Linked DNA regions of Hordeum vulgare: region 1 is linked to region 2. A link is a contact called in public Hi-C data. All regions are on one chromosome and are shown on one strand. The core of a region is the stretch at or near the end of the contact, and the rest is flanking DNA. Distances in the headings are between cores, read along the strand shown.

Region 1 (4,227 bases), core at 893-3,392, 290 kb before region 2:
AATATCCATGAATGAAATGAATGAAGCACGATGCTGTAATGTTTATTTACCTGCTGGAAGGTGCTGAGAGATGCCAAGATGGATCCTCCGATCCAGACACTGTACTTCCTTTCAGGAGGAGCAACAACCTTAATCTTCATGCTGCTAGGAGCCAAGGCAGTGATCTCCTTGCTCATCCTATCAGCGATTCCAGTGAACATAGTGGTACCACCACTAAGAACAATGTTGCCGTACAGATCCTTCCTAATATCCACGTCACACTTCATGATGGAGTTGTAGGTGGTCTCATGGATACCTGCAGCTTCCATCCCGATGAAGGATGGCTGGAAGAGGACCTCAGGGCAACGGAAACGCTCGGAACCAATGGTGATAACCTGCCCATCAGGAAGCTCGTAGCTCTTCTCCACAGAAGAGCTGGTCTTGGAAGTCTCCATTTCCTGGTCGTAGTCCAGTGCAATGTAGGACAGCTTCTCCTTCACATCCCTCACAATTTCCCGCTCAGCAGTGGTGGTGAATGAGTAACCACGCTCAGTGAGGATCTTCATGAGGTAATCGGTGAGATCACGCCCAGCCAGGTCAAGACGGAGGATAGCGTGGGGAAGAGCGTATCCTTCGTAGATGGGGACAGTGTGGCTGACACCATCTCCCGAGTCCAGCACAATACCTGAGGAGTTCAATGAGGTACATCGAGTTATTGATAAAATTAAAAAATGTGTTGAATTGACAGTGTGGGAGAGGATGACAATTAACTGCCTATCAGGTTTGGTTGAAAAATATTTACCACATGTCATAGAACAAAACTAGTGCTACACAAAACAAATTGACAGATTTTACAGATTAATCTCGTCTACATGTGAACATGCTAAATTCCAGGATTCCTAATTCAAAAGAAGAGCTGAATATAGATGAGCTCACCTGTGGTACGACCACTGGCATACAGCGAGAGGACGGCCTGGATGGCGACATACATAGCAGGAGTGTTGAAGGTCTCGAACATGATCTGGGTCATCTTCTCACGATTGGCCTTGGGGTTGAGCGGCGCCTCAGTGAGAAGGACGGGGTGCTCCTCTGGGGCGACACGGAGCTCGTTGTAGAAGGTGTGATGCCAGATCTTCTCCATATCGTCCCAGTTGCTGACGATACCGTGCTCAATGGGGTACTTGAGAGTCAAGATACCCCTCTTGGACTGCGCCTCGTCACCGACGTAGGCGTCCTTCTGCCCCATCCCGACCATGACACCGGTGTGGCGTGGGCGGCCCACGATACTGGGGAAGACAGCCCTGGGAGCATCATCTCCAGCGAACCCAGCCTGCAAGCATCATCACCACCACAAGTGTTATGTCACAAAGAGCACTGCGGCATTTCCCTGAACCAAAGATGCAAGAACGCTCGTGGGATGCAGCGGCTCACCTTGACCATACCGGTACCATTGTCGCAGACGAGGGGCTGGATGTCCTCGGCGTCAGCCATTTTCTACCTACAGCAGAAGCTCGCAGGAAGCCACGGTTATTATTACACATCGATCGGTCGATCAAAGGAGAATCTACGCATCCTAGCAGTGAAGGACGCTGGCTAAATAAATGCAGAGATTATTATTTTTCTCCTTCGAAGAAACATGATGAGTAGTACTATCAATCAGTTCACGAGGAACCCCTAACCGCAATGGCTGGCATGTTAACCGCGAGGCTTAGCGACAAGAACAGTTAATAAGGGAACAGAGAGAGCATGGTTCTCTGGCACCGCGGCGCGGATCGGAGCGCTCCGGCACCCGAAACGGCCCAGATCGCGGGCGGCAGATCTACATTCCCGCGGCGGCACGAAAATAAAAAAAAACGCGGCGGGCGCTCGCTCGCTCCCATTCCGCGAGATCCGGTCGGATCCGCGGCGGGAAGAGGGGGAGCCGGCGCCGGGGCCCGCCGCGAGATCGGATCGATCGGGCCTGATGGTGAGCGCAAGGGGGCGCGCAATGCGGGGCGGATCTCATCTGGGGAGAGAATGATCGATCGGGGCGGGGAGGAGGAGGAGGGGGGGCATGAGATGGTCGTTACCGGGGTGGGGAGGGCGGGGCAGCGGCGCCGGCGGTCCGGTCGTGCGACGACGGTGGTGGTGGAGGATGAGGAGGAGGAGGGGGCGAGGGTGAGCGGTAGGGTTGGGGTGGTGGGGAGGGGGGTATGTATAGCGGGGAGGCGGGCGACGGGGTGGGTTTTGGGCAGGGGACGGCCGCACTCGTCGCCCCGGCTGGCTCTCGCGGCCCCACGACCCGGCTGGCGTTCGTTTTTGTTTTTTCGGGGGGGAATGGAATGGAATGGAACGAACGAACGAACAAGTGGCCTCCCTCGCCGAGCGATCTGACGGACGACGTGCGCCTGTGCGTGCGGACAACTCAGGCCCGCGCGGCTGGCACTACCTGTTTGGTTTCGGGTGGTGGCTCGCTGCTGGCCGAATGCGCCACCATGATTTCCTTCCCCCACATGTGCTACGCGGTGAATTGGTCATGCTGTTCTTTCTTTCCTTTTTTTTTTTGTGTGCGGATGCGCCATGGATTGGTGTACCAATTTCATAGAAGTGGTGGTGAAGAAGCCGGTAGCACCGCTTAGGCGTAGAGCGCTAGATAGGCGCTAGCCGGCCATCTCACAAAGGGGCGCTCCTCGCTAGAACGTGCAGAGAACGGCGGCAGAGCACCCATGGCCGCGAAACGTCCGGTAAGAAGGAGTCGGCTTTCCACCATTGCTTGCCCTTGTGACGGACGAGCCTCAATGATGTCTCGTGAGGAAGGTCTCGCCCCATTGAAGATGGCGTTTCGGTGGAATCAATCGTGCTAGAACATGAGGATCACCGCTATCCAGAGATCTTTCGCTTCTCATCGCAACGGCGTCTGCTCAAGATCTTTGATGTCGCGGGCGGCATATGCATGTTGCAAGGTTCCACCACCAAGCACCTCAAGTTAAGGAGAGCGAGTCGCCACACGGTTAAGGAGTATTGTTGCGGGGTTTGAGGCTTCTTATCACAAAGAAGGCATCACAGGTGACGGCGCCATACACGTGGGGGTGGATCATCGACGGGAGCGCGGCATAAGGCCTGCTAAAGGGCTCACAAGGCCAAACACAGAGGGGAGGCCAAAGGGGAGGATAAGCACCGGTGATCATCTTGACCTCCAAGTTGATGGCGACACCTTCCTAGATCGCATCCCCCTTTGTAAAACCCAGCCTCCACCATGTATATAAGGGAATGCTAGGGAGCTCTCATTCTCATATATTCTCAGATAGACCAAATCTCGGTAGACATCTTATCTACATCATTGTAACCACTCACACGAGGTATAGCTCAATCATGAATAGCAAACGCAAGCAAGATGTAGGGTATTACTCTTCGGAGGCCTGAACCTGGGTAAATTCCCTGTGCGACCTCCGATTTATGACCTCCGGCTAAATAAGGGGCCCTACCAAGGGATATGGTGGTTTGCTGCACCATCAATTGGCGCGCCAAACACGGGCAGCGTTGGTTGGAGTCTGGTCTCAGATCATATCTTCCCTAGCCTCCGGTGATGTCCCGTCGGGGAAGAGCCTCACGTATGGCTCGCTCACCTTCACCATCGACGGGGTGGGTTGGCTCAAACATCAACCCATCAGCCCACCTTGTTCACACGATCCACGTCGGCGTTGTGTCTGATACATCTCCAGCATATCCACTTTTCCAACACTTTTCCTCCTGTTTTGGACTTTAATTTGCATGATTTGAATGAAACTAACCCAGACTGGCGTTGTTTTCAGCAGAACTACCATGGTGTTGTTTTAGTACACAAATAAAAGTTCTTGTATTGGGCTAAAAATTCACGTAGAATGTTTTTCAGAAAAATATAAGAACTATTGGCAAAGGACCTACTAGAGGGGCCCACCAGGGAGCCACGAGCTCACAGGCGTGCCATGTGAGCTCGTGGGTCCCACAAGCCTCTATTGATCCTAACTCCAATTGTATAAGTGTTGTCTTGTCCAGAAAAATCAGAATGAAAGTTTCATCATGTTTTATGATACGAAGCCGCTGCCACCACCTCCTATTATTCTCCGGGAGGGCTGGTCTGGAGTCTGTTTTGGGGCTTCGGAGAGGAGGATTCATCGCCATTGTCATCATCAACAATTCCATGGTGCTCACCACCGGGTAGTGAGCAATTCCTTTGTAGGCTTGATGGACGGTGATGGGATTGGATGAGATTTGTCATGTAATCAAGTC
Region 2 (4,663 bases), core at 547-3,046:
TAGAACCGACATGTATTGCATTGTTCGGCGGTCGCCACGCCGGCCACTGACGGTGGGCTCCATTCCCCCTTAACCATCTTGCAATTTCAATTATCCAATGCATGTCATGGAAGTGTTACTATGATACATGTAATTGTGTTGTTGTGAACCTTACAATTGCTATGTCGTTCATGTACCTATGAATATGTTCGAAAATATTACTCTACCATATATATGTTAGAAAATGCTCTTGCCGGGTTATTGTGCCCTGGAGTATACATTACCCATGTTCATATTATATGTCACAATATAGTGATGAATATTTCACAAAAACAGTATAAATGCAACTAACTCCCTCATTAATTTGGAGATATAGTGAAATATTGTCTGACGACATACTTGATTTATGCATATTATTTTACTTGTCAATATCTAATGAAACTCACCTAGATCTAAATAAAATAGTTCTATTGCAGCTGCTATATATTTTAGTTACACTTCACAAAAATGAAAGAAGAGATGATGAAATCTTACGCCTAGTAGGCACCAGCTACTCCCGCGCATGGCCAATAAATGTTTATGTTAACTACATTTGTATTAAATAAACCAATAAATGTTTATGTTAATTGTCTTACGAATTTTGTTTGTGCAGACTTACATTTTTGTGGCACTGCACAAATGAAGATGACTAAGGGGTTTATGAAGTAGGAGAGAGATCAGTTAGAAAATATAAGTATTTTCCCTAGTTTGCTAAGAGGCTCAACTGTGAAGTGTGTACCTTTGGCTAGTACTCTCGAATTGTTGGTTCACAATCTAGTTTGTTAAGAGTCTCAATTGTGAAGTGCATGTGTAGTTTTGGCTAGCTAGCATTCTCAAATTGTTGACTATGAACCATGTGAATTTTGTTATGAAAAGCAATGTGCAAATGGATGATTATGCATGCGTATTGTGTTCTTATCTTTCTATCAATTTCGTTTGTATTGCTGATAACATACGTAAATAAAGTGCATGCATACGATGGTGAACTGAATCGCTACCACTAACTGGTAGGCGGTCAGAAGTCATCATTGACCCCAAGGCACTGACCGGCCAGAAACCTGTCGGTGATAATGTTATTTGGGCGGCCAATGTTGTTCTGGTCTGTGTACAAGTGATGGTAGTTTCATTCTGATGCATATGTAGGACTCATTCATGGTAGATTTGATAAATGACGTTCAAGAAACTCCAACTTTTATGGGTGATATCAATTCCGCTTTTCCCCTATGTCGAAATCCTGGCTCCCGTCCCCTCAACCATCCTTTTCAAACACCACAAAAACCAGGATCTCGTGCCACACTGACGTAACCTGTTAAACAACCAAACACTGCACCCACTCCCTTCACAGAAGCACCAGTCCACAACAGCCATACACACACGTCCGGGAAAGAAAGCAAGAAAGAAACCCACGGCACAGTTCCACGGGGGGTCGTGGGCCGCCGTCCGCCTCTCCGGGGTCTACACGGACAAGGACGCAGCCGTCCCGGAGACTTGGCAGCTCCACGGCCGGCCACCGCCGCACGTCTCTGCTTCTGCTTGTGGCGCAGGCGAGTGGTCGATCCACGCCCGCCTGGAGAACTCTCCACGCTTCCCCGTCGGAAACTGACAAGCGCGATCGGCGAGCTCCTCGCCGCCGCAGAGAAAAGATCCCCCGTTCCCTGATGCTGCGCGCGCCTCGTGTCTCTCCGAGGATCTGAGACCAGAGAGAGAGAGAGAGAGAGAGCAGGAGGGGGAGGGGGAGGGGGGGACGTGGGCCTGGATATTCCTGACAGCAGGCTCGAGAGACAGCAGCCGAGCCGAGGGGGATCCTTCCTACCCGGTGCCAGGAAGGAGCAGTTCGAGAGGCCGACGTCTCGACACACGCACGCAGCCGATCAGCAGCCGTTGCCCTTTTTCCGTGGCCGTCCTGCGCGCGTGCGACGTGCACGTCTTCCCGCCGCTGCGAAAAAACATACTCCCATATGCTTTGTTGCCTATGACGAGTTTAACGTTTCTCTTTTAGAAACAACGAGCTAACTCGTGAGTCACATGAGTTGGGCCCATTTTGAACTTAGGGCATGTTTGGTTCCTTGGCTCGCACCTGCATCGCACCCACCATGCAATATTCGCGACGTTTGGTAGGTTGGACGTCTCTCTCGGCCAGGCCCGGTTGATGCAAAATAGACCCCCCAGCCAGGCTGAGCTCGCACGCAGGGATCCGTCGTTTTCACGAGCCTGCACCCGCCCGTGCAAACTCTCTAGCTAGGTTTCCTCCCCGGTCCGTCGTCTCGTATTTCCCTTGCTCTCTCCTCTGGTGCAACGCAAGTGGATCCCGGCCGCATCTTCATCGCCCCTGTTTCGTCTTTGCCGCCGCATCTCGTCACCGGTGGCAAGGCATCTCTCCTTCTCTATTCCCCCTCATTTCCGTCCCAAGCCCTCCTTCCCGTCTTCCAGCATGGATCTCGTCGTCGTCCTCGCCCCCCGCCTCCCCGCCGATCTGACCGTCAGAGCAAGCACGGGAATACGGCGGCACGTACACAGCACACCCTCACTCGCAGCCACCCACTAGATCTGGTTGTGAGAGTTGTTGTCCGCTCGATCCACTTGTGTGAGGAAGCAAGGGACCAGCTGCAAATCTCCTGCATGGTTGCTCGATCTCCTACTTGGTTCGGCCGTTGGTTCTGAATTGTAAACCTTGAAGCTTGTGGTTCTGAATTTGTTTTTATTGGAATAAACCTGAGACGACTGCTGCTACTGCTGCTGATGGGGATGCTAATGCTGCATCTCTCATAGAACTTCAAATGCAACATACCAAACAAAATCTGAGCTAGGCCTGACCCATATCACGCAGTGCACCAAACACACATCTCAAATCCTTTTTGCATCACCTCAACCAGGCCAGCTCCACCCAAGCTCCTTCATGCAATGCATCATGGATGCACCGAGAGAACCAAACACACCCTTAGAGCTCGTTATGTGAATGAGCCGAGCCAAGCCGCTAACTCTTGATGCTCTAGTGAGCTGGCTCAACTAGGCTTGAGCGAGGCCTAGGTGCTACTGGCTGGGTCCGTGCAAGCCCAGATCTACCCTCCCCACCCCCTTAGGGCCCGATTTGGATTAGATTGGGCCTGTCTCGTTGCTTCTGGTTGGCTTGCGACGCGGCTCACGATGGGATGACAGCGCTGATGTTGCACTGTTGCAACATGACGACGGTGCTTTACGGGCTTATCCATGTACGGCTGAGATTTTGGGCTGCATGAGGGTAGCGGCGGCGGCGGCCTACATGCGCAACATGGCGGCGGGGGCTTTACGAGCTCCGGGACTTGGTCGGGGCTCGGCCAGGCCTATTTGTCCTGGTGTGTCCTGGCTGCAGTTTCCGGTAGGCACACGCTGATGACGGTGGAGGACGTTCTTCGGGTGGCTGCGTTGCTGCCGCCCTCCATTTTCAATGGCTGGGTGTGGTCTCGTCGTCGTGTCCGAACGCCGACCGTTTTGAACGGTGGAGGTAGTCTCCTTCTGCGTAGTTGTCTTTCTGTCGAACCTTATCTTTGGGTGATTCGTCTCACACTGATCGGCCTTGTTACGTTGGCCATGGTGAGACGATGATATGGACTGTAAAATCGTGATGGCGTATGCTGGTGAATGACATGCTTGATGGAGCGCCTCGTGTCTCCCTGAGGCTCTGAGAGCAGGGAGAGCAGGAGAGGGAGGGGGAGACGTGGGCCTGGATATTCCTGACAGCAGGCTCGAGCGACAGCAGCCATGTCGATGGGGATCCCGATGCCTGGAAGGAGCAGTTCGAGAGGCCGACGTCTCGACACACGCACGCAACCGATCAGCAGCCGTTGCATTTTTCATGGCCGTCATGCACGCGTGCGCCGTGCACGTCTTCCCGCCGCTGCTAGTGAGTGACCGCGTCGTTCCTCGATGGATTTTTCATCTGAACCTGCGCTGCGTGCCATGGTTATTATGCCAACTCCACCGCGCGACCCCATCTTGTCCACGCGCGTCCGTTTGGGGTAGGACAGACGAAAACCACGGCCCAACGCGCGGACCCAAACGAACAAATGTCTTGATTTCGTCCGTTTTCGATCCGTCCCTGACCCAAACTTGCGCCCAGTTTGGGGGAAACAGACATCGCGCAGACGCGCTCGCCGCACACCCTTGTCCGCCCGTGGCCCGTGTGTCGAGGACACAAGAACTTCCAGAAATTCCAGTGCCTCCACCCCCTCTCCCGCCCCGCCCCGCCGACGGCGCCGCCGCTATTCTCCGACCACCACACCCCCCAGCCGTCCATAGCAAACCCCGTCTCGCCATGGCCGCCACCACACCCGCGCTTTCGCCGTAGTTTGGGCGTCGATCGGAGGAGGTTTGGCCGTCGCCGTCGTAGCCGGCGGCAGAGTGGATACGACCGCAAGCGACGTACCACGGCGGCCGCGGCAGCTTCCGATGAGTGCTCCAGAGCGGCCAGTAGCCGAACACCAACCACCCCTGCATCAAGGTGACCATCACGACCTCTTTGCCACCATGAGCGCAAGGTGTTCGACACTTTGCCCGCAAAGGTATGGACAGTGGTGACGAGTTTTTCTTCCACCACTTCATCTATTCATCGGACGATTCGTCGTCCGATGATGAAGATATTGTGGTGGTTGTAGTGATGATTCACGAC

What was found. Hi-C and Micro-C count contacts between places; a contact is called where the count stands out from the background.
Region 1: a contact with region 2 is called in a Hi-C map of seedling, with 2.1 times the contacts expected there. The contact joins the promoter of LOC123447531 here to the enhancer-like site in region 2. A contact is called at or near these places in 1 of 6 Hi-C or Micro-C datasets (seedling) and 1 of 1 datasets of contacts at active chromatin or transcription factors (embryo).

Annotation. Positions count from the first base shown.
Region 1 is chr4H:20,109,502-20,113,728 of MorexV3_pseudomolecules_assembly, reverse strand. LOC123447531 (actin-1) reads right to left here and starts at 2,142. Exons shown (of 5, transcript XM_045124140.1): 1 at 2,049-2,142; 2 at 1,411-1,477; 3 at 916-1,309; 4 at 51-664. The coding sequence starts at 1,470.
Region 2 is chr4H:19,822,679-19,827,341 of MorexV3_pseudomolecules_assembly, reverse strand. No RefSeq gene overlaps it. Among protein-coding and RNA genes, the nearest start is that of LOC123447527, 11 kb to the right of the region's middle. Within about 2 kb of position 1,796, at least 3 of the 3 cell types and tissues checked have open chromatin away from gene starts, as enhancers often do. A contact at or near this core is called in seedling, where this site is marked.